Regions from separate parts of the Mus musculus genome. Here all the other regions are linked to region 2. The links are chromatin contacts, called in public ChIA-PET, HiChIP or PLAC-seq and promoter capture Hi-C maps. All regions are on one chromosome and are shown on one strand. Each heading gives the region's core, a stretch centred on a gene start, on an enhancer-like site or on the middle of the called end of the contact. The rest is flanking DNA. Distances are from core to core; before and after follow the strand shown.

Region 1 (3,058 bases), core at 159-2,658, 340 kb before region 2:
ATGTAGCATTCAAAAAGTGGCATCTTTATTCCCTCCAACAAGCACTTAAGAGAGTGCCTGGCTAACTGAATGCCAGACCATGGGGGAACAGGGACAACACGATGTGGCTCCAGGCCTATCCACACGCAGACTAGATTCTAAATACAGCTGTCACTACCCTAAGTCTTTATCTGAGTACTGGGGAGATTAGGTGAGGATTAATCATCAAGGAAGCACACAGAGCCCTCATAGCACTCAATATGAATGGTCACTATCAAATATTTGAAATTTCTTAACCATTTGTCGTCTGGGTTGGTCTTGACACCAACCCAGAACTGACATCAGATAGAGCTTGAGAGAACACAAATACAGCCATCTCCACAACAATTCAGTGAACAATGACAGGTGCCTATTGGGGACAGGGGTGTGAAAATGAGAATGGAGTCATTGTCCCCAAGTAGATGACATGGCAACGCATGCCATGGGACAGTTGTACCAACTGCCTGGGAGTAGCTTGCTGACCTTCCAGCAGAACATGGTGAGACAAGGAAAATCCTTTATTTACCTTGGAAAGACAGCAACACAACCGCCCAAATGGCCAACCTATGCCTGCATATGTCCGGGCTGGGCTAGACAATCTTTGGCCTTTAAAGTTAGCCCAGTGAGTCCCCATCCAAGAAGGCCAGAGCACTATTTCTGAACTGAGTCAGGTCTGTCAAGGAAAATCTGTGGTCAGGCTGCCAGCACCCAGCAGACTGACTTCTGTCATGTGCAGCCCACCCCGTGTGGTGCCAGCTCTGCCCTCCAGCTGTTATTCAAAACTCCTGAAGCACAGGGCCAAGCTAAGGCACAGGTGACCAAGGCATGTCAGGGACACTGGCTGGATAGGGCTCTCAGGCTGGGAAAGTCCCTAAGCTTCAGGTGGGCAGTTGTGTCATCTTTGGCAAGTGAAGGGCCTGGGTTGTTGCAGGTCTCCGAGGGCAAAGGTATATGAACACTGCTGCAATTTCGAACGAATACAGAAAGAGGATTTCCTATTCCGCAGGGACGGAAAGTGCCCCAAGGGAAGGTTGACACAGAGGCAGTTCTTGCCCACGACACAGAGCCCAGAGAAGGCAGGGATGATCGAGGAAAGCCGGGCCTGCCCAAAGGGTTCTGACTCCGGGGCCCACGTCACGCACGCAGCATTAGACTCTGGAGCCCCCTAACCCGCAGCGACCAAGACACGGAGCACAACCCGTGCCCCCCTCCCTCAGTACATCCGTGCCGCCGGTCAGCGCACCGTGGCAGTGACACCCCCACACCCCGCGTCCAGCCGCCACGCCCCCGCCGCGCACCCACCTCGGCGCGCCGCACCGCACCTCTCCCTTCGGCTCTCCGCTGGACCGCACTGGACTTTCTGCGCACGCGCGTAGGCGGCCCCGCCCCACAAGCACGCGCTTGCGGGCTGCCCACCCCGAGTGCCCCGCGTCTCAGTGCTGCCGGCTCTGAGCATGCGCATTTGCGCCCGGCGGCGGCCAAGTCGGGAGCATGCGCTAGCCAAACAGCGGTTCCCGCGCTAAGGGGCGGGGGCTCGCCTAAAGAGGTGGGGACCCTAGCGCCTGGTGTAAGGCAAAGTCACGGACGACTAGAACTCCGACGGCTGCCCGTGGAAGTCGCCTCTGGTCCGGTCACACGTGGACCTGATCTGCCCCTTCTCGACGTCCAGTCTTGAGCGGATAGAGTGTAGGGCTCCTAGCTAGGGGCAGGACCTGTGTCATGGAGCCAAGAGGCCAAGACTGGTAGGAGTCGTGGTAGAAAGCGACAGCTGGATGGACCCCAGAAAAGGGTACAACGGAACAAGAAAGATATGGGACACAGGCAGTGATGCAGCTGCGGATGGGGACACGGTCACGTGACCGGCAGAGGCAGGCCAGAATGGATATGGGGACAAGATCCATGACACTGGACAGGGGAGCCTACAATACTCTTTGTACATTCCCGGCTGGAGGGCAGAGACGTCGCTGTCTTGGCTGTGCAATTGAGCCACAGCCCCTGCAGCGGTGTACAGGCAATTATGGTGGCAACAGTGGTTTTGGAGAGGTTGGAGAACTCTAGTGTATCACAGCATCAGAGAGTTGATGAATCACATTGGCCCGTGGGATGTGCTCAAACCCCAGAGGGATCATCCTAGCATCCCCTGGGAATAGGCGGGTTCACACCTTTAAGAGACGTCGGGTATCAGCCAAGAGGGATAAGATCAGGGTCCTCTGAGCTGCCCTAGGAGCCTCCAGATAGCTCTTAGGGGCCATCATACTCCTCTAAGTTGGGGGTAGGGTATCGCCAAATAGGTTTCAAGCGGGGATGGGGGTAGGGGGAAATTAGATGGCGATGCACGTGACACTTCCAGCCTAGTGCTCTGATGAACGCGCCGCGCCCAGTGATAAGAGAGCTGAGTCCGCCCAGTCCACGCCCAGCTTGCAGATTCAGGCGGTCCCGCAGCGCCCCCGCCGCTCTCTCCTCTGCAGCCTCCGCAGGCGCCGGGTCCAGGCGTCTCTCCAAGGCAGCACGAGGCTTCCACGGGCAGCACTGAGCCCCTGTCCCCGGCCCGCTGTGCTCCCAGCTGCAGCCCCCGGCCCACCTCCCAGCAGCAAGTAACGCCGGCCGGGCAGGAGGCGCGGGCAACCGCAGGCCGCGTCTAGAGTTGGTACCCACAGCGCGCTGCTCCCGCGTCGAGCGCGTTCCTCGCCGCTGCGGAACACAGCAAGCACCGCTACCGGAAAGCGTGTCCACGAGCCGCGGGCCTCACCGCGTGCACCCACTGCCACCTGCACCGCTGCGGGGGGGGCGTGGAAAAGCGATCAGGTTAAGTGGGGCAGGGCCGGAGGGGTCTGTATAGAGAAGCATAGAATGTCCAAATGGCTTAGGAGAGACATGAAGAGGTCACCCACTAGAGGGAGGTACACTTAAGACATAGCTGCCAAAGCCCGCATCAGTGGGAGACCCGAGGAAAGAAAGAGCCTTGAAGTACAGCCAGGGTCAAGGTATTCAAAGGAGCTGGGGGCGAGATGGAAGAGCTGGAGTGAGGCAGCCTACCATA
Region 2 (2,845 bases), core at 211-2,710:
TAGACCAGGCTGGCCTTGGACTCAGAAATCTGCCTGCCCCTGCCTCCTGAGTACTGGGATTAAAGGCGTGTGCCACCTCACCCGGCTTCTGTGCGTTTCAATATATTTAATAAGGCTGTTCATTCACTCGTCTAATTACGGAACAAACATGCTTATTGGCCCCAAAGAACGTCCCACCCCTTTCCTCCAGTCTCAAGGCACTCATCAACTTCCTGTCTTTGTGGACTTTTCTCTCCCTTTTTAATTTAATTTTTCTTTCCCTTTTTGAATATTTCCTGTGTAGTTCTTGGTATTTGGACGTCTAAACATTTTTTTCAAGGATTACTCCCCGGTGCTATGGTTGGAGTCTTTTCTCTCAATTTAATTTTGTCTTTAGCTCCTGCGCACAAGGATCTACAGTACCTGGAGACTGAAGCCTGAGATGGAGCTGCTTGGCGGGTGGGCGGGTGGTACAGCGTCTCCCCAGCACCTCCGCAGGGTGGTCTGCGCGGAGTGGTGGAGGGCACGGCGCTAAACTGCACCCACTCCAGGTGAGCTCAATCTCATGCATCACTTCTGAGCCTCTGCAGCATGCTCTGGCAGAGGTCCATGATATGACGCAGCAAGTATTTATTGACTCAGGTCGGCGGTACTCTCCAGGGTCAGAGAAGACTTGCGAAGTGGAAGCTCGCACAGCTGGCACCCAGAAACTGTAGGTCGCAGGGTTTTTTGTTTTGTTTTGTTTTTTTAATTTATTATCAGTGTAGAGCGCATGCTATGGCCAGGGTGTTGCGGCCAGAGGACAACTTTGTATAAGTTGGATTTGTGTACGTGGATTTCGGGAGAGGACTCAGCTGATTAGGCTTCCTTTATCCGCTAACCGACCCCCCACCTCCACAGGGTTTCTCGGTATATCCCTAGCTGTCCTGGAACTCACTCTGTAGACCAAGCTGGGCTCTGAACTCAGAGATCCACCTGCCTCTGCCACCCGAGTATTGGGATTAAAGTCTTTGCCACCACCACCCAGTGCTGAGCCCTCTCTTCTGCACCTACTAGTGTTTTTAATATTGTGACTGTTGATTGCAGAAGGCTAGGAGCGAAGAAACCTACTGACTCCAAGAAGGCCTCAACAGCCAGAGGACTTCAAGGGGGAACTCGGGAAAGCAGGGTGAATAGCCATAAGCTCTCCAGCCGTTGTGGGTAGGGGACAGCCTAAGCGGGCAGCTGCTCAAACCGCAGCCTGACTCGGGGCTCGAAACGCCGCAGCAGAGGGGGCGGAGCTTCCTCCACCTTCAAGCCTGGTCTGCAGCAGACCCAGCGGTGCAGAAGGCGGGGCCTCCGGAGGACTCCCCTCCCGTGAGACCCCGCCCACCAAGGCTCACGCTCACTGGGCGGAGCCTCTGAGGGCGCCCTTCCTTCAGGCCCCGCCTACTGCAGGATCTGCAATGAAGAGGGCGGAGCCTGTGAAGGCCTTCTCTTCATCCAGTCCCACCTACAGCCAACTTGGAAGCGCAGGGGCGGAGTCTGAGGGCGCCCCGCCCCACGCCGGAGGTGGGGGAGGAGGAGGAGCTGGCGCTGGGTCTGCAGTGCAGCGCGAATGCGCGAGCAGGCGGCCAAGGCCCTGAGGTGCGGCCTGCCCCAGAGCGCTGAGCAGCTGTCGCACCGCAGACGGGCCACGGCCGCCGCGGCATTCAGCCCCGTGCCGCACCATGAGGTCCGCGGGCCCCTCCTGAACTGCGGCTGCCGGCGCAAGGGGCCTCGGGGAACCGGGGCCATGCGCGGGCTGCGCTGACGATGCCGCTCGGCGCGCCTGCTCTCCTGGCGCTGGCCCTAGGCCTGGGCCTGTGGCTCGGAGCGCTGGCCGGAGACCCTGGGCGCGGCTGCGGGCCTTGCCCGCTCCCCTGCTTTTGCGGCCCTGCGCCCGACGCCGCCTGCCGCGTCAATTGCTCCGGCCGCTGGCTGCAGACGCTAGGGCCGAGTCTGCGCATCCCGGCTGACGCCACCGCGCTGTGAGTAGCTGCGCCGAGGCAGTGCAGGCGGGCAGGCGGTTGCCATGGCGGCGGGCGGCCTGGCTAGAGCATCATGACTGGGTCCGGCGGGAGCAGGGCTGAGGTAGATAGAGCCCTTCTGGAGCTTTGCCGGGCTGTCGGCCGCAGAGCGTGGGCGCGGTCCTGAGCTCGGGCCGCAAGACGCAGCGGGGCCTGGCCGCTCCTAGGGCGAGGCTCCAGCAGGGATGTCGGCCCGACTAAATAAGGAAAACCTTGGACCTCAGCCGGCGTGACCCAGAAGAGTAGCCAAAAATCCCAGTTCCTACGAAGACTGACGTTTTACGTTGCGGGGCTCCTCAAACAGGAGCTACAACAGTGCGTGGGGCGTGGTAGGAGGTTGCGGAATAAACGTTAATTAGAGACTAATTGAGGTGTATCCTGGGGTTGGAGATTTCTGTTGGGGCTCAGAGCTGGCCTCTAGGGGAAGAGTCTCGACAAGAATTTTATGGATGTGTAAGAATTGACTATGTTTAAGGGACAAAAGGTTGGTCCAGCGGCCTGGCCTGAGGTTGGCCACACATAGTGACTGCTGGAGAAGTGTTAGGGAGTAGAGGGTGTGATGGATGTGGGCCTCTAGTGGTACTTAGGGAGGGGAAATTGCCAGGAGGGGTTAAAACATTTGCCATTTCGGCAGTTTTGCCTTCTGAAAGTAACAGGCAAATCTCACTGAGAGATCAACATCTTGAACCAGGCTTAACTAGTCTCTTTTTATAGATTATCACACTTAATTCTTAGTCCAGTTCTCTGGCGTAGAGCCAGACCTCTGTTTTACAGGTGAGGAAAGAAGCTTGGAGATGCGATGTATTTTCAAGGTATCA
Region 3 (3,103 bases), core at 359-2,858, 410 kb after region 2:
AACTTAATATGGGTATTGAAAGTAAGGATTTAGTATTGCTTTGTGTACTAAAATAATGAGCCACTTGGGCAAGAGCAGTGTCCACCTCCATCTCAAAGACAATGGAGCAAGCACAAGCTTCAAAGCCTACAGCAGCAATGCAAGTCTTAAGGTTGCCCCTGCAGGGTCTCACAAATGGGCCTTTCAACAAATAGGGCCCAGAACAATGGCACAGTGTGGCCTTCTGGAAGCCACTAGCAGCCATTAATCACAGTAACACCAGTGGAGTGGAAGGTTCTAGGGCCAGATTAGTCAACTCAGACTTTAGGACCAAATCCATAATTCCAATTACTTTTTCCTTTTGTAGTACCCTTTAAATGTTTCAGTAGAAATACTCAAGTTATCGAGAAAATATAAGGGATATAGGCAAAGATGAAAAGCCAGAGTTCAAATGAACTATGGCACTGGAGAGAAAGAAAATATCGACGGTTGTCAGCGCTCCCAGGCCTCCCTGGAATGATGAGTTTCATAAGAACTAGGAACTAATGAGAAAATCTGGGACAAAGCCATGAGAAATAGACCGGGTGGGGGGTGACGTGTTCTTCATGGTTAGTAATTTTTGTGGATGAATGACAGTAATACCATAACGCTTTTACAGTTCAAACATCTCCAGCACAAGAAAATCCCTCTGCTGAGGAGACAAAAGACAGGGTTAGACGAAAGGAAACCCTGGAGTACAGACAGACCTTACAGACTCAGGCTTTGTAGCAATCAGTCGGACTATGTGCTGCTATCTTCTCCAACCTGCCTAAGTTGCCATCCAAAGCACGCTTTCTATCTAATATGGCCCAGACTGAGGCTTCCAATTGCGCTTCATTATCCAGTTAAGGTAGCTCCCCTTTCCCCCTCATCCCGCTATCAAGTGGGTATTTCCTCCTTTTCCTAAATTCCTCTCCATGGACGCCTACTCAACAATTAACTCCTGGAGCTCGTAAAGTCATTCGAACACCAGTTTCATTTTATCAACTCAAATGGGGATTTCCTCCTTTTCCTAAAATCCTCTCCATGGACGCCTATTCAACAATTAATTCCTGGAGCTCGTAAAGTCATTCGAACACCAGTTTCATTTGATCAACTCAAAGCAGATCAGACAGAAAGCCTAGAGGAAACTGTGTAGGGAAGGTCCCCGCCCAGGGTGTAGCAGTCAGTAGTGCATCCAACAAACACCTGGTCGTGGGTTGGGTCTGAGAACGCTGCCGCTACTCAGCCACATTCAAAGGTCGTCATGACCAACCAAACTGGACAAGGGAAGGGCTCAGGAAGCGGCAAACAGCTCGGAGCGCCCGGCTAGCGTCTGTCCTGAGCAAGCACTTCAGGAGAGCCACGTGTCTTAATCCCGCCGCCCGGTCTCCACTCCGCTCTAACCCCACAGCCTTCCTGCAAGGCCCTGCGGGAGAGCGCGCACAGTATCCTCAGGGGAGCCCCGCGCCACACCCACCGCACTTGTAGGGTCTCCCGCCCGCCACGTGGCTGCGGCTATGCGCCCACCCGGGCCCCAGCACCGGTCCGCGCACCTGGAACCCGACTTGCCAGCTTGGCTGTCCGCGCCCTGGAACATGTCGGCCGCCGCCCCGCGCTTTCACAGCCGCCGCGCGGCGGTTCCCGCTTGGTCCCGCGCAGGTACCCTGACCCGCCCAAGCCAGTTGGACGCCTCTCGCGCCAATCATGTCTCTGCAGCCTATCGTAGAGTCGTGCCCCACTCCTCCCTCCCGCCCCCAAGGAGAGGGAGGCTTGGAGGCCCGCATCGCGCTTACAGCCGATTGGCTGCAGGGGGCGCCTCTCATGGCCTCAGGCGTGGGCATTGGTTCACAGCTCGCCCCACCCCCAGCCAACACGCCTCCGCATGCGAATCCGCATTTTCTGGCCGACCTATCCCGGGCTGGATGGCACTAGGAAGTTTCTGGCCGGTGGTAGCGGAAGGCTTCTTTGGGGTTACAGCACCTTCGGGAGGAAAGGTTCATGGAAGCGCACAACATACCCATAACAGAAGCAGCGAATTCTGTAATGAATTCCGCATTCAGCGGTCACTCAATCGCTGAATCTCTGATGCCTACCTGTTTGCTCACCCTCACCTCCAGGGCACCTCCAGGCCTTAGAGCTCATCTCATTACACTGTGCCTGTTGGAATACCCTAAGCATACTGGCTTTGAAAGCAGGCACAAAAGACAGACATTAGATGAAGTATTAGTATGTATTTATGCACAATAAAAACATTTACAAGCCGAACTGGAAATTTTAGCCGAAGTTTTAACAGTTCTTGTTTATTAAATAACCAAAACACCTTTTATTCCCAAAAAATTGGTAAAGAATAAATAATGTAATTTACAATATGGTACAAAAAATAATCAGAAGGACAGGCATTCTGCTTTATACATACACTGTATATTTATAGTCTATAAAACAAATTCACATCTCAAGCCGGAAACCTCAGATGATATGGCTTAACGATTATCAAAGCAAACAGCACTGAGCTCTGCCTGCTGGGGGCACCCCTCCAGCCAGTGATCTTACGAAAGAATAAGGGTCTGGCTGGGGCAGTGCTTCCAAAACTGGACTGACCACACCAGGCTAGCCTCTGGGAAAGGTATACTGTGGGTTTCTTTCCTTTTTTAAAGTGTTTTTTTTTTTTTTTTAAATTAAGACAAAGTACGGTATTTCCTCATGAATGCATCTGGGAGATTTGTTTTTAAAGTACATAAAACAATTTCCTTCTAAACTTATTTTGACCATTTCTAATAATATGGTTTGGTTAAAAATGCTATTGAACTGAATGACACCTCCCCTAGCAGAGGCTATCACAAGGAATGAAAAAGAAGAGGAGGGTAGGAAAAAAGGTTGACCAACAGATGAAATGTCCCAAAGTCCCACTCCCTGAGCAAGTACTATGCCCGACAGGATCTATGGACTTCAGCTCGCCTGAGCATCTTCTCTAGGACACAATCCATGCCAAGCACCAAAGATACAGGTTCCCCATCTTTTAAAAAGATGAATCAACATGTCTAAGAAACATTAATATTAACAAAAGATTTTCTCAAAGAATGACCGCATGTAAGTCACACTAAGT
Region 4 (2,938 bases), core at 355-2,854, 300 kb before region 2:
GACACTGATGAACATTCAGTTTTCCTTGAACTGTACTCAAGAAGGTACTTTTGGGGCCAAGAAACTGCTCAGCAGTGAAGGCTAGCTCACAACCAGTCAGTAAGATCCCTTGGACTTTTGCTATAGCCCAGGCTGGCCTCAAATTCACTAACATTAGCTGAGGTTACCCTTGAACTCCTGATTCCCCTACCTCTACCTGCCAAGTACTGCATTCTAAGTATTAGTCACTATGGCCAGCTTACATTGTTTATATTTGAACATGTGACTATCAGCATATGGTTGACCAAGGGACTTGCATAGCATAGACTGGGAACTCAAATTAGCAGGCCGTTCTGTAGAACATGGAGGCCAGATCCATCCCAGAGCAGCTCTCAGCTTGGCAGATGGTGAGAGCTCCCCAGTCCCCAAACAGAGGGGTCTTCCACACTCAGCTTACAGTGCAAAATCACCCCTTCCTAGCACCGTGGACCCTTTAATACACTCAGTTCCTCATGCTGCAGTGACCCCCAACCATAAAATACCTTCATTGCTACTTCATAACTGTAATTTTGCTACGGTTATGAATCTTAATGTAAATATCTGATATGCAGGATGTCTGATCTGCAACTCCTGTGAAAAGGTCGTGTGACCCCCCCAATGGAGTCGCGCCCACATGTTGAGAACTCAGGCACACAGCAACTGGACCCAGACATGCTCTTCAGATGAGCTCTTCTCCTCCACAGTGGGTTGTTCCAATATTTACTTCAGCAATTCATTCTTCATTCAACGCCTATGGCTTTTTTCCCTATTTCACAAAGGGCCCCCACATTACCCCCCCCCCCCAAGGTCCTGCCTTCCTACTTATAAATGCGCCTATCTTTCTACCTATTTTTCCTCCTCACACTGAGGCAAAAGTGGCTGACCTCGGGCTTTCCATCAGGAGGTCTCTAAGAGACTGTCCACTCCCAAACTCTTCACCTGAGTCTTATTGGAAACCAAATTTACAGCAAAGGCCAAATGTATACCCAGAGAGCTATAATTCCCAAACATTCTAAGAATATTATCATAACAGTTTCTTGACTCGTGTGCTCTAGAGCATGTCTGGAAGTGTTTAACCACTCTAACAAGTGAAATCGCACCCCCAGGTCGTGAGACGTTTTCACGGGGCAGATCCTGTGGCCTCAGCCAACCCTCAGGTGATCAAGCCGCCCACAAGAGTCCGGACAGGGCCTGAGATCGCTCTATATCGTGTGGATTGCCCACGACTTCACAGATAAGTAAAATCGTAGTTTGCTAAGTAGAGAACCTAAATAGCCCTGGGGTAACAGGAGAGGCATAGGCGCCGGGCGGGCATTTAAACCGCGCGGGCGGGCTCGCAGTCGGGGATACGTGCCTACCCCGTGCTTTGGGGGATGCGACGCGCACTCCCGGGTCACAGGGGCCCGAGTCCATGCTCCTCCGGCCTCCGTTCCGTATGACCTATCGCCTACCCGGCTCCCGCCAGCACTCACCACCGCCGCTCCCCATCGCCGAGCTCCCTCCACTGCCGCTTTAGACCGCTCTCAAGCGCGCCCGCGCCTGGGGCAAGTGCACGGAGCGCCTCACGCAGGCGCGGGCCCCACCCCCGCCCCGTTTTCAAACGCGCCGGGAGCTCCTACTGGTAGGACCACAGAGTTACGCCCCCCAGATCACTAGCCTCTCCTGCCCCGCAGGCTCTGGGCATTTGTGATTGGCTACACCAGGACGCGAATTCAAACGCTGGCTGTCTATTGGCTTATCGCTCGTGGTTGACCCGCCTTCTCCGCTGGGCGGGGGACGGAGGAGTTCAGCTGGCGCCGGCGGGCTATCCTAAAAAGCCCGCCCGGAGGCAGAGAGGGCTGGTCTTCTCCCTCCAAGACTTGTCCTACCGTCCGGAGTTGGTCGTGGCTTACTACCTGTCCCTCCCACGCGAGCTTCCGGCCGAGGAGACTGCATTTGGAGGCGCCAACTCCAACACTGATGTGGAAATTGCAGAAGCTGGGCTCCGATGCCGGGCAGCCACAGCCACAGTCACAGTCTGCTGAGCGATGTGTTCACTCGAGTACATGTTCCGTATTCTCATGAGATGATCTGTCGAGAAAAGACAAGTGGTCTCTTGAGGGTGGAGAGCGAGGAATAGGCCCAGGCTTATCCCCACAGCTTGGGTCAGCCTTCATCCCCTCCCCGAAGCCAGCATGCTCACTGTATCTGACCTGTGCTGGAAGCTGGATAGCAAGACCTCTAGTGGGTCTGAGACAGTTAATAGGGAATGGCTGTTCACAGCACAGAATATTAGAGAACCCTAGAGCAAGACTTGGGATTTGCTCCCCATTGCTGCTGATCTCCATGGGGAACCCTCACACTGTCTCTTTTCCGGAAGACTATACTGTTTTCCAATTTGTTACTTTTTCTTTTCTTCGAGACAGGGTTTCTCTGTGTAGCCCTGGCTGACCTGCAACTCACTCTGTAGACCAGGCTGGCCTTGAACTCAGAAATCCGCCTGCCTCTGCCTCCCGAGTGCTGTGATTAAAGGCATGTGGCACCACCACCCAGCTACTTTGTTACTTTTTTATCTTCCTCCTTTTGTACTTTGTTACTTGGGACAGAAGTGCTGTTTTCAGAATTTGCTTTTGGTAGCCTCTGGAAGGTATTAAAAAAACTAAATCTAACAATGAGCAAACCCGCTGTCCATCACATTTCAGAATACATAACAATCTATCTGGTCCCCTGGTTAATCAGAGTTACAAAGTCATCAGTTGATCAGTTGTCTTTTTTTTTTTTTTTGCTCTACCTTGTTTTGTATCCTACTCAATTTCAGTTTCTATTATTTATTGGAGGCGGGTTTTGTTGGTTTTGATAAAGGGTCTCCCAATGCCCTTCAGCTAACAACCTGACACTGCTTAGAGTCATCTGAGGGAGACTCAGTTATGTGATTGCCCAT
Region 5 (3,168 bases), core at 582-3,081, 390 kb before region 2:
ACATCCCTTGTTGACATTCAAGGAATGCTTGACATTGTCAACCACCCACTGACTGTTCTCACTCTCCATTTAATGAAACTGAGACTCAGAAGTAAGGTTGTCTTGAGTCTTCCAAGGGTGGCAAGTCAAGGGGCCAGAGTGACGCCTATGCAGCCCAGGGCACAGCCCACACTCAATACCCACAGTTCCCTCCTCTGCTTCTGTGTCTACACAACCAGAAAGGAAGCCACGGGCAACCACACACTCCCTGATCCTGTCCTGGAAGAAAAACTGGCTGCGGCGATTGACAACAGGAACAGAGAAAATCCATTCGAGTATGGATAACAGCATTCATTTACTAAATTCGTCAACTGTGTTGCATAAGAGAATACCACGTTTTTAAAGCAAGAGTTCAGGTCTAAGGGATAAACCCGCAGAGAACACATGAAGACAGCAACCTAAACAAGCTTCCTTAAAACTGGGAAAACTAGCCTGGCGTGGTGGCACACGCCTTTAATCCCAGCACTCGGGAGGCAGAGGCAGGCAGATTTCTGAGTTTGAGGCCAGCCTGGTCTACAAAGTGAGTTCCAGGACAGCAAGGTCTATACAGAGAAACCCTGTCTCGAAAAAACAAACAAACAAACAAAAACCGGGAAAACTGTGGGAGAACCTTACATGAAATTTGGAACAAGACAACAGACCTCCTGCTAAGATAGAAGGTGGAAGGGTGAGGACAGAAGCCAGTCCACAGCAACAGCAGCTCTTTCTGAAAGGCTTTTTCATGTGAGTCACACAGCATAAGCAGGTTAGGGAGGAAGAGCTAGACAAGAGACAATGGCTGTGGCAGAATTCCAGGCGACCTTAGTTCAGGAGACCCAGAGGCTGCCTACAGGGCGTTGGGAGGGCGTGGCAGATGAGAACCGGGGCAGGAAACGTGAGGACAACCGCACTGGCAGTTGCAGAGACCAGGCAGAACCCAACTGAAAGTGAGGCGGATCCCCCTCGGACCCAAGTCCAGGAAGCCCAGATTCGGGTGAAGGAAGTGGTCCTTTCCTGAGGGCCCCTTTGCTCAGGGGTAGAACGGCCTCATCTCACCTTGTGATAAACCTCTGGTGGGGAGGTGACCAGGGTGGGACAGAAGGAGGTGACACCGTGGGACAGGAGCCTCCGGGCCACTAGGGCGACCCCCGAACCCACGTCCTCCGTAGCCTTGGAGAAGTCAACACCAAATCCACCTGTGGCCACAGAAAACAAGGGGGGTAGCACAGTGCTCGGAGCTCCTGCCCTGGGTTCCCTGGCCCGAGCCAGGCCGCACCGTTGATCTGCACATCGATAAAGCCAGGCGCCAGGATGCGGCCTCCGCAGTCCCGCTGCTCATCAGCCACACGCCTCTCCTCAAAAAACAGCTTTTCTGGGTCCAGGATTCGGCCCCCGCGCACCCACAGATCCTCCCTGAGGGCAGAGTAGTAGGCACTTGGATCACCACCAGGCCCTGGAACCAAACCCTAGTTCTATCTCGCACCCAGCTTGTCCCTGCACCCACTATTCTTCTTGGTCCCGGCCACACACCCACGATAGTCCCGCCCTCCACATTCCTGCCCCTTTCAGGGCTTATGCCCTACACTATCCCCATCTCTGCACCCCGCACTGGCGTATCATCAGCTCTATACCCAGCCTAAGCCTGCACCATGCAGCCCAGACCTGAGGAGCGTGCCGCCACGCAGGATGCGGCAGTTGGTGAACTGGAGCACCGGGGCCCCCGCTGCGCACTGCCCGCTACGCATCGTGAGTCGCGCCGAACCCAGCAAGCTTTGGGCGCAAGCCGGCAGAGCCCGGAGCAGCCGTAATCGGAAGCGGGGCCAGGTCGCATCACGTGACTCTCAGCTGAAGGGGCTGTCACGTGGCCGCGGTGCTCACGTGGTGGCGACCACATGATGACAAACCCTGCCAGGCCCGCCCACAGAAGCGCCAGAACACAAGCCAGTCACATCCGAGAACTTTTATTGGACACAGCTGGGAGCCAGCTCTGAGGAGCAGTAGCACTCTATCCTCCACCCTGGCTGTTCAGGGCAGGGGGAAGGGTGGCTCCATCCAAGGAGTCTCAGCAACAGGAACCCCACAAGGCAACAGTCTACTAATGATTACTATATAGTTGGGAGACAGGAGCTGCTCCACAGACGCATGAATAGGTCAAATCTTTTATAAATAAACATCCAGTGAAGAGAAAAATGACAACTCTAGTTCATTCTTATACACAGGAGCACTCTAGGGCGATGGGTGGGGTAACCAGAGGCTGACTTCGTCACTGGTCAGGGGCCTGGGTGGGAGATGAGTGGGCCCGTATGTCCACAGCACGGTGCAGTAGGGGCAAGGCGGGGGCGACAGACAATGGGCACTAGGACACTGCACATTTACAAGACCAACTACTGAGGGGCAGCTGCCCGTGCATGTGTCAGGCTGTTCGTTCTGGAATGAGGAGGGGTGATCTTTACATCCTATCCTGTGACTGATGGTGGAAAAGGACTACTTTGTGGAGAGGATTAGGGCCACGATGAGACCGTAGAGGCCAAGCACCTCCGCAAAGATGAGGATCAGGATCATGCCCACGAACAGTCGAGGCTGCTGGGCAGTGCCCCGAACACCAGCATCTCCGACGATGCCAATGGCAAAGCCAGCAGCCAGGCCACTCAGCCCCACACTCAGGCCAGCACCCAGTTGAAGAAAACTCCTGGGGAGAGAAGAGACACAGGTTGTCAGCAATCTGCCTGTCCACAGGACAATGAAGCACTTCACCTGGGAGGAAAGGCCCAGCACTCACCTGTAGAGGGTGATGCCATCAGTCAGGGAGTTAGCGATAAGTACTGCCACCACCAGGCCGTAGATGGCGATGATCCCAGCCATAACCACTGGGATGATGGACTTCATGATCAGCTCTGGCCTCATGACTGACATGGCTGCGATGCCAGTGCCACTCTTGGCTGTGCCATAGGCGGCTCCCATGGCTGTGGGAGGAGAGAGTAAGTGAGCCCAGAGCAGCTTTTTCCATTCTGCTCCCCAGGTTCCCACCCATTACAAGAACTGAGGCGGGCAGCCAAGCAAGAGCAGCAGCCACTTCTCTTCCCACTAGCAGAGCCATACCTCCAACCTCCTGCTCTACTTCCGCCTGCAGTTCTTCCTGTGGTCATGGGG
Region 6 (2,859 bases), core at 242-2,741, 410 kb before region 2:
AGCATCTCTGTGTCAAAGTTCACTTCATAAATATCCAAAGTACTGTCACTCTGACTTCCACGATTCATGTTTTTGCGTGCTAGCCCAAGCACCCCGGGGTAAAGACACAAGTGTTGCAACACCCTTTTTTGCCTTTCACCATTTTTCTCAGCTGGATAGGTCCTCCTCCTTTTAGAATTTGGATTAATTACCATCCATCTCACAGTAGAGGGTTATAACTTCAAGTCCATGGATGAGATGCAGAAGGCTCTTGAGCCTCTGGTAGCAACAAAATTCCGTGCAACTGTGTATGCTTCTCAAAAGGAGCCCATACTTTGATTCTTAAAGGGGCTCATGACCCTCCAAAAACCACTACCACAGACACATCCTAGACCATACTGAACCAAGTGAGTTTCTTCAGTCCCCTCGAATAAAGAGACCAACAACCCTCTTCCCATCCCGCCCCACTCCCTGAAAGCTGGAGTGAGGATCGAACCCAAGAGCCCTGAACATGTGAAGCAAGCAGATTACCACTGAACCACAGCCCTAGCCCAAGGAGGTTTGCCTTTTGAACCAAATCTTGCTCGGCGTCTGACATCTTCTCATCAGCCACTTCATATCTCATACAAGGCAGACACGCTGATCTAAGAACTCTAAAACTTACCAGAAAATACAACTATGGATACTTATTTAACAACACAGAGAAAACAAACATTTCACCCAACAAGTGGTTGGTTTTGTCGTCCTCGTCCTTCCGCCCGCCCCCCCCAACCCCTCCTCCCTGTCAAACTTAGGCTGCCCTCGCTGGGGCCTCTAAGCCCGGCCTCCCAGGGCTTCCCACCTCACTGAGCGTAGAACTGCAGGCAAGAGGAGGACCGAAATGCCCCGCTGACCAAGAATCTGGAAAGGAGCCTCCAGCATCAGGTGCTACAAGCAGGAACTCACATCTCCTGCTTCCCAGGAACCTCCTCCAGGTAAAGGATGGAGAATGCTCCTCCTCGGGCAGGACCTCAAGGTAAGCCCAGAGGCTCGGCTCCAGGCTGCACAGAGCCGAAAACAAACTTTCCAGGCACTTCCACCCCGCCCGACCGGGTGACACCTCCCGGCCTCCCCCGCCCTCCGTGCCCTGTCAGCGCCCCCGGCTGCCGCCGACAGCCCGAGCCGGGGCCCGCATTCCCTGCCGCAGCCGAGAGGAACCCTCGGCCGGTGCCAACAGTCTTGCCCGCCACCCAGCCGCAGGTGAGGCGCCGCCCGGCCCGCGACACCGGGCCGCCCCGCCTCGCCCAGCAGAACCCAGGCGACCGCCACGCTCCCGGGTAACGGACCGGTGCGCCCTACAGCAGCCGCGCGCTCACCAGCTGGCTGGTGGTCCTGGCCATGAGCCCCAAGTCGGCGCGGGCGCCTCCCCCGCAGCGTTGCGCTGCTCGGCGCCTCCTCAGCGTCCTCCTCCCCGCGGCGGAGCCCCAGCAATGGCCGCCCTCATCCTGCGCCCGCCCCGCCGCCTGCCGCCCCCAGCGCCACCCCGCCCCCGCGCGACGCTAAGCAGGACTTCCGCGACGTAGCCGCCGCTCCTCTCGCCCATTGGTCAGTATAGCTGTCATTGGCGGCGGGCCGTGAGGGCCCCGCCCCCGACCAAGAGCCGTATTTCCGGGTTGGGGCCCGGCGCGCTTGTCGAGGGAGGCTGAGCGAGCCAATCAGAAGTGACGGGGAGGGGCCGGGGCCGGAGCGCCGAGCTGTCATCCGCGTTCCCTGTCAGGTAAACTGAGGCTCCGTAGCCAGCGGGCCAAGGTCACGCCTGGGGCAGCAGCAAGGCTGAGCTCGAACCTACTGCCAGGACAACTTGAATCTGATTCACAGGTCACGAGTAATCTGGGAGAGAAATTGGGCTATGATTTGAAGCAGAAAACAAGCCGTCCTGTCACTCCTGATGAACCTGTTTTTGCCAATATTTTGATGGACGTCTTTGTGAGCTTGCTTTTTTTTTTTTTTTCCTTTCCCAGCAGGATCTCACTATCGAGAACAGACTGGCCTCCTACTTGCGGCAATCCTGTCTCAGCCTCCCAGCTGCTGAAATGACAGGTATGCCACATCCTCCTTTAGTTGTCATTATGACAACCGCTGTAGATGTTTTTTTAAATTATGGTGAAACGCATACAATTTTTGTAAACTTTTTGCGCTGTGTGTACAGTGTATGTGTGTGTCCACTTTGTGGGTTTGTCAGATGTCTTCCTATACCAGTCGCTACCTGGAACTTGCTGATCCCTCTTGGCTGGCTGGCTGGCCAGTGAGATGCAGTGGTCCCCCTGTCTCTGTTTTCCCAGGGGTGAAGGTACAGACACACCCCCACCATCTCCAGCTTTCTTTTACAGGAGTGCTGAGGACTTGCCTGCATAGCAGGCATCATACTGAGCCATCTCTACAGACCTTCCCCATTTTTTTTTCAGTGTTGGGAATTAACTCAAGACCTCACACATGCTAGATCATCTCAAAATTAAATGTTTCTAAATTACACCCATAGCCCTTGCGCCCTTTGTTTTTTGTGGTGTTTTTGAGACAGTGTCTCAGTATGTAACCCTGGCTAGCCTGGACATCACTATGTAGACTGGGCTTGTCTTGAATTCATGATCTTTCTGCCTTAGATTTCCTAGTGCTTGGGTATAGGTATTCACCACCCTTTCCAGATATTTGTCATTTGTGTAAAATAATTTAAAGTGCTGAAAATTACTGTGAGTATTCAGCCTTAAATGGGGCATCTAGAACCAGGTCATAGTGGCTTATTCCTTTGATCTCAGCACTCAGGAGGCAGAGGCAGGGCTACACAGAGAAACTCTGTCTTGCAAAACAAACAAACACAAGATAAATAAAAGGGAGCATCTATAT
Region 7 (2,810 bases), core at 203-2,702, 480 kb before region 2:
ATTTTCTAGAAGGCAATCCTCTAAGAGTGAAGAGATTTGGTCAACTCAGTAATGGTAACAGCTGGGAGGAAGGATATGAAGAACTACCATAGTAGTATCTCAAACTCTAACTTCTTGATTATTTTGCAGTAACTCAAGAGTTCATTTCCTGGTCATAATGCCAGGCCTCCCTCACTGAGAAGGTGCTCTGTTAGGCCGTTTAAAGTGCAATGGGCTCGATCTTTCTGGAAAACCTCCTGAGTAGTCACTTTCAGGCTGGCAAGGCACAAAATCAAGCACCATCATGTAGGCTGAACCAGAAAACTCAGTTAGTACAAGGCTAATAAACTGCCTAGGGGGAAAGGGGAGTGAACGATTTGTTCCTAAGTTTCAATCCTGCACAATACTAATTTTTCAGTATGCAGTACGACACACAACTTTTGTAATGATAATAATTGAAATACTTTCTATTACCACAGGTATTAACAGTATTAGCGTTTAATTAAATTAAAGATAGACAAACCACAAACTAAGCTGGAAATCCCTACCCTTTTCAAAGGCGGTGGGGAAATGAAGTCTGAAAAGGAGATGGAAAAAGATTCTCTACCTGGTCTCTTTCACAACCCTAAGATTTTTTGACACCTGGCCCCGAACATGAATTCAATACAAATAATTCATTTATTAGAATTAAACTGACACCTTTGAACATTTCTACTCAGGTGGTACCTTCTAAGAGATGCCGTGCCTGTCCTTATGAATGAGAAGGATAAAGCACAAACTCTGCAAATCACTGGAAAAAGGGTAGTCACTGTGTCAACCCCCATGGCCTACGTTAATTTAGACGTCTGGAATGTGAAAAGACCAGATGAATGCAAAGGGTTCTCAGGTTCCAAAGCCAGCAAATAGTTGGGCGGTGGTGGTCACACACCCTGGGCAAAAGAATCTGGGGAGAAGAAAGTAGGGCCACAGCAAAGCTTGGGTCCTTCTCGACCGAAGAGCATGAAAGAAGAAAGAGGCACTGTTAAACCAAAGGGCCGAGGCAGGTGGGTACCAGAGTGCCATCCTCCCTCCGGCCCGCTCCGCCGGGCGCCCTCATTGTGAAGAGGTGTGTGTCGCGAGTGGCGACTAGGGCGGCCAGACCCCTGCTGACCCGCGAGGCCCTCACCTTGTCCGAATCTAGGTCGGGGTCCGCCTGGCACAAGCGGTACAGGAAAGACTTCGGGTCCCGGCACAGCGTCTGCCGGGTGGTGAGGAAGTAGGTGCCGCCGACGTTGAGCCGGACCCACTTGGACACGCCACCGGGGCGCTGAGCCAGGGCGCCCATCCCAGCGCTGCAGCGGCGGCACAGGCCGCCCCCCAGCCCCGCCCCGAGGCCGCTCGGAGCCGGCGGCAGCAGCTCGCAGTGATTCTCCGCCATGATCCTAACAAGCCCCGCCACAGCGGCCCTTCGCCGGAAGCGTCCGTTCTTTAATACAGCCCCCCTGAGTTGTCCCGCCCATAGGTACGCCCCAATAAAGTGCCCGCCCAGGGCTCATGTGCAAGGCGGAAGTTCCGGCTCGAAAAGCAGGCCGGAGATTACCACTTCCGGCCGGAGCAAGTCTCGGGTTCTCACGAGCATCCTCGGCTCAAGCTCCGCCCCTACTCAAAGAGGCTCCATGGCAAACAAAGTGTACACTCTACATGCTTTTATTACAAGACTACCGAGCATACGAGGGAAATCCATCATCCGGTAATTACATCTAAAGCACAGATATTTGAAAAAAACAAAAAAAAGAAAAGTTGTTTCATTAAATTATATGATTAAACCATGACCAAATAGAAAATTTATATAATAAAGCCAGGAAAAAAGTTGTAAAATATAGTTTACAATAATTATTCACACTCAAGGCTGTACATCAATACATACAACAACGTGGCCCCAAACATGAATTCAATCCAAATAATTCATATATTAGAATTTAAATAACACAGACTGAACTAGAGGCCGACAATAGCCAGCAAATAACCTTATATAAGAATAAAAATACAAAAGTGTATATCCCAGTATCATTGCATTATCTGTTTTCATAAGTATTTTTAATTTTTCCTTTGCCTGTACATCACAGTTACAGCTACAGAACAGGTAGAGAATATTACACATGTTCTAACTGACTGCCACCAACCTGAATGACAGCAATTCATCCTACTGTACGTGGCTAATGGACCAGCCGCAGCAGCTCTAAATACTGTAACAGTTTTTAATTTGCACATGTCCAATCACACTATGGTCGTGGCTTTAACCTGCACAATGACCTACTTGTAGTCATTAACCCAGATGATTAAACTAGGGTGGACTACATGGGGAGGGAAAATTTTGCTATTTGTAAAAACTTTTGTTCAGTTTGGATTCTTCATATGGAAGAAATGAGTTACAGGGAATTTTCAGGTATTCATATTGGTTAATTCATTTGCTTACTGCTGCAAAAGTGCTTTTGACAGAAACAGCTTCCCTCACATTGCAGGCCATTTTTCCACATTCTGACTTATAACCCTGAAGTGTTAGGCCAGAAGCTAGGTATCTTCAGAGGTTCTGAGAGTGGTTCCAGCCCTGTTCAATGTCAGGGCCCTTGTCTTACCTTCTACCCACGAGGTGCTACACCCACTGGCATCAGCACCAGTTTATGTTGGGTTTTGCATTAAAACAAATAGAAACGTGTATAGGAGTATCTTCACCATATTCAGAGTTGCTGTGGCCTCCCAAGTCTCAGATGAACACCCCAGGTCTATAGAACAATGGGGAGAAGCCTTGAGGCAGAGGAGGGCAGGAAACTGATTTCTACACATCTCCAGCC

What was found. Promoter capture Hi-C pulls out the DNA fragments that hold promoters and counts their contacts. ChIA-PET counts read pairs in DNA pulled down with a chosen protein or histone mark. HiChIP or PLAC-seq counts read pairs in DNA pulled down with a chosen protein or histone mark.
Region 1: a contact with region 2 is called in a promoter capture Hi-C map of fetal liver, with 2.8 times the contacts expected there. The contact joins the promoter of Tbc1d24 here to the promoter of Pkd1 in region 2. A contact is called at or near these places in 6 of 39 promoter capture datasets (cranial neural crest, fetal liver, frontonasal cranial neural crest and 3 more), 1 of 115 datasets of contacts at active chromatin or transcription factors (craniofacial prominence) and 1 of 9 other capture datasets (adipose tissue).
Region 3: a contact with region 2 is called in an RNA polymerase II ChIA-PET map of memory CD8 T cells, with 19 read pairs. The contact joins the promoter of Jpt2 here to the promoter of Pkd1 in region 2. A contact is called at or near these places in 1 of 39 promoter capture datasets (pre-B cells) and 1 of 115 datasets of contacts at active chromatin or transcription factors (memory CD8 T cells).
Region 4: an RNA polymerase II ChIA-PET map of memory CD8 T cells shows a contact between it and region 2, with 102 read pairs. The contact joins the promoter of Ccnf here to the promoter of Pkd1 in region 2. A contact is called at or near these places in 1 of 15 datasets of contacts at CTCF or cohesin (the NIH/3T3 cell line), 1 of 484 Hi-C or Micro-C datasets (CD4 T cells), 2 of 115 datasets of contacts at active chromatin or transcription factors (embryonic stem cells and memory CD8 T cells) and 1 of 9 other capture datasets (liver).
Region 5: a contact with region 2 is called in an H3K27ac HiChIP or PLAC-seq map of microglia, with 6 times the contacts expected there. The contact joins the promoter of Amdhd2 here to the promoter of Pkd1 in region 2. A contact is called at or near these places in 9 of 39 promoter capture datasets (the 3T3-L1 cell line, 3T3-L1-derived adipocytes, the C10 cell line and 6 more), 1 of 484 Hi-C or Micro-C datasets (embryonic stem cells) and 7 of 115 datasets of contacts at active chromatin or transcription factors (the SCID.adh cell line, bone marrow-derived dendritic cells, effector CD8 T cells and 4 more).
Region 6: a contact with region 2 is called in an HNF4G HiChIP or PLAC-seq map of pancreatic cancer cells. The contact joins the promoter of Pdpk1 here to the promoter of Pkd1 in region 2. A contact is called at or near these places in 11 of 39 promoter capture datasets (the 3T3-L1 cell line, 3T3-L1-derived adipocytes, the C10 cell line and 7 more), 3 of 115 datasets of contacts at active chromatin or transcription factors (embryonic stem cells and pancreatic cancer cells) and 1 of 9 other capture datasets (pancreatic islet).
Region 7: a FOXA1 HiChIP or PLAC-seq map of pancreatic cancer cells shows a contact between it and region 2. The contact joins the promoter of Kctd5 here to the promoter of Pkd1 in region 2. A contact is called at or near these places in 2 of 115 datasets of contacts at active chromatin or transcription factors (memory CD8 T cells and pancreatic cancer cells).

The regions. Positions count from the first base shown.
Region 1 is chr17:24,204,154-24,207,211 of GRCm38.p6, forward strand. It overlaps Tbc1d24 (TBC1 domain family, member 24), which reads right to left and starts at 1,409. Exons shown (of 8, transcript NM_173186.4): 1 at 1,321-1,409. Ntn3 (netrin 3) reads right to left here. Exons shown (of 6, transcript NM_010947.3): 5 at 3,055-3,058; 6 at 1-2,794. The coding sequence ends at 2,445.
Region 2 is chr17:24,548,490-24,551,334 of GRCm38.p6, forward strand. Pkd1 (polycystin 1, transient receptor poteintial channel interacting) reads left to right here and starts at 1,461. Exons shown (of 46, transcript NM_013630.2): 1 at 1,461-1,988. The coding sequence starts at 1,774. It overlaps LOC115488769 (a long non-coding RNA gene), which reads left to right and starts at 1,995. Exons shown (of 2, transcript XR_003952238.1): 1 at 1,995-2,845.
Region 3 is chr17:24,959,015-24,962,117 of GRCm38.p6, forward strand. It overlaps Jpt2 (Jupiter microtubule associated homolog 2), which reads right to left and starts at 1,609. Exons shown (of 5, transcript NM_198937.2): 1 at 1,554-1,609. The coding sequence starts at 1,597. It overlaps Cramp1l (cramped chromatin regulator homolog 1), which reads right to left. Exons shown (of 21, transcript NM_020608.3): 21 at 2,212-3,103.
Region 4 is chr17:24,249,805-24,252,742 of GRCm38.p6, forward strand. Ccnf (cyclin F) reads right to left here and starts at 1,605. Exons shown (of 17, transcript NM_007634.4): 1 at 1,491-1,605. The coding sequence starts at 1,506.
Region 5 is chr17:24,161,902-24,165,069 of GRCm38.p6, forward strand. It overlaps Amdhd2 (amidohydrolase domain containing 2), which reads right to left and starts at 1,832. Exons shown (of 11, transcript NM_172935.4): 1 at 1,681-1,832; 2 at 1,295-1,431; 3 at 1,075-1,214. The coding sequence starts at 1,763. Atp6v0c (ATPase, H+ transporting, lysosomal V0 subunit C) reads right to left here. Exons shown (of 3, transcript NM_009729.4): 2 at 2,798-2,981; 3 at 1,964-2,707. The coding sequence ends at 2,503.
Region 6 is chr17:24,140,103-24,142,961 of GRCm38.p6, forward strand. Pdpk1 (3-phosphoinositide dependent protein kinase 1) reads right to left here and starts at 1,492. Exons shown (of 14, transcript NM_011062.4): 1 at 1,335-1,492. The coding sequence starts at 1,358. It overlaps Gm33409 (a long non-coding RNA gene), which reads left to right and starts at 1,461. Exons shown (of 2, transcript XR_876671.3): 1 at 1,461-2,058; 2 at 2,349-2,496.
Region 7 is chr17:24,072,033-24,074,842 of GRCm38.p6, forward strand. It overlaps Kctd5 (potassium channel tetramerisation domain containing 5), which reads right to left and starts at 1,453. Exons shown (of 6, transcript NM_027008.2): 1 at 1,145-1,453. The coding sequence starts at 1,396. Pdpk1 (3-phosphoinositide dependent protein kinase 1) reads right to left here. Exons shown (of 14, transcript NM_011062.4): 14 at 1,648-2,810.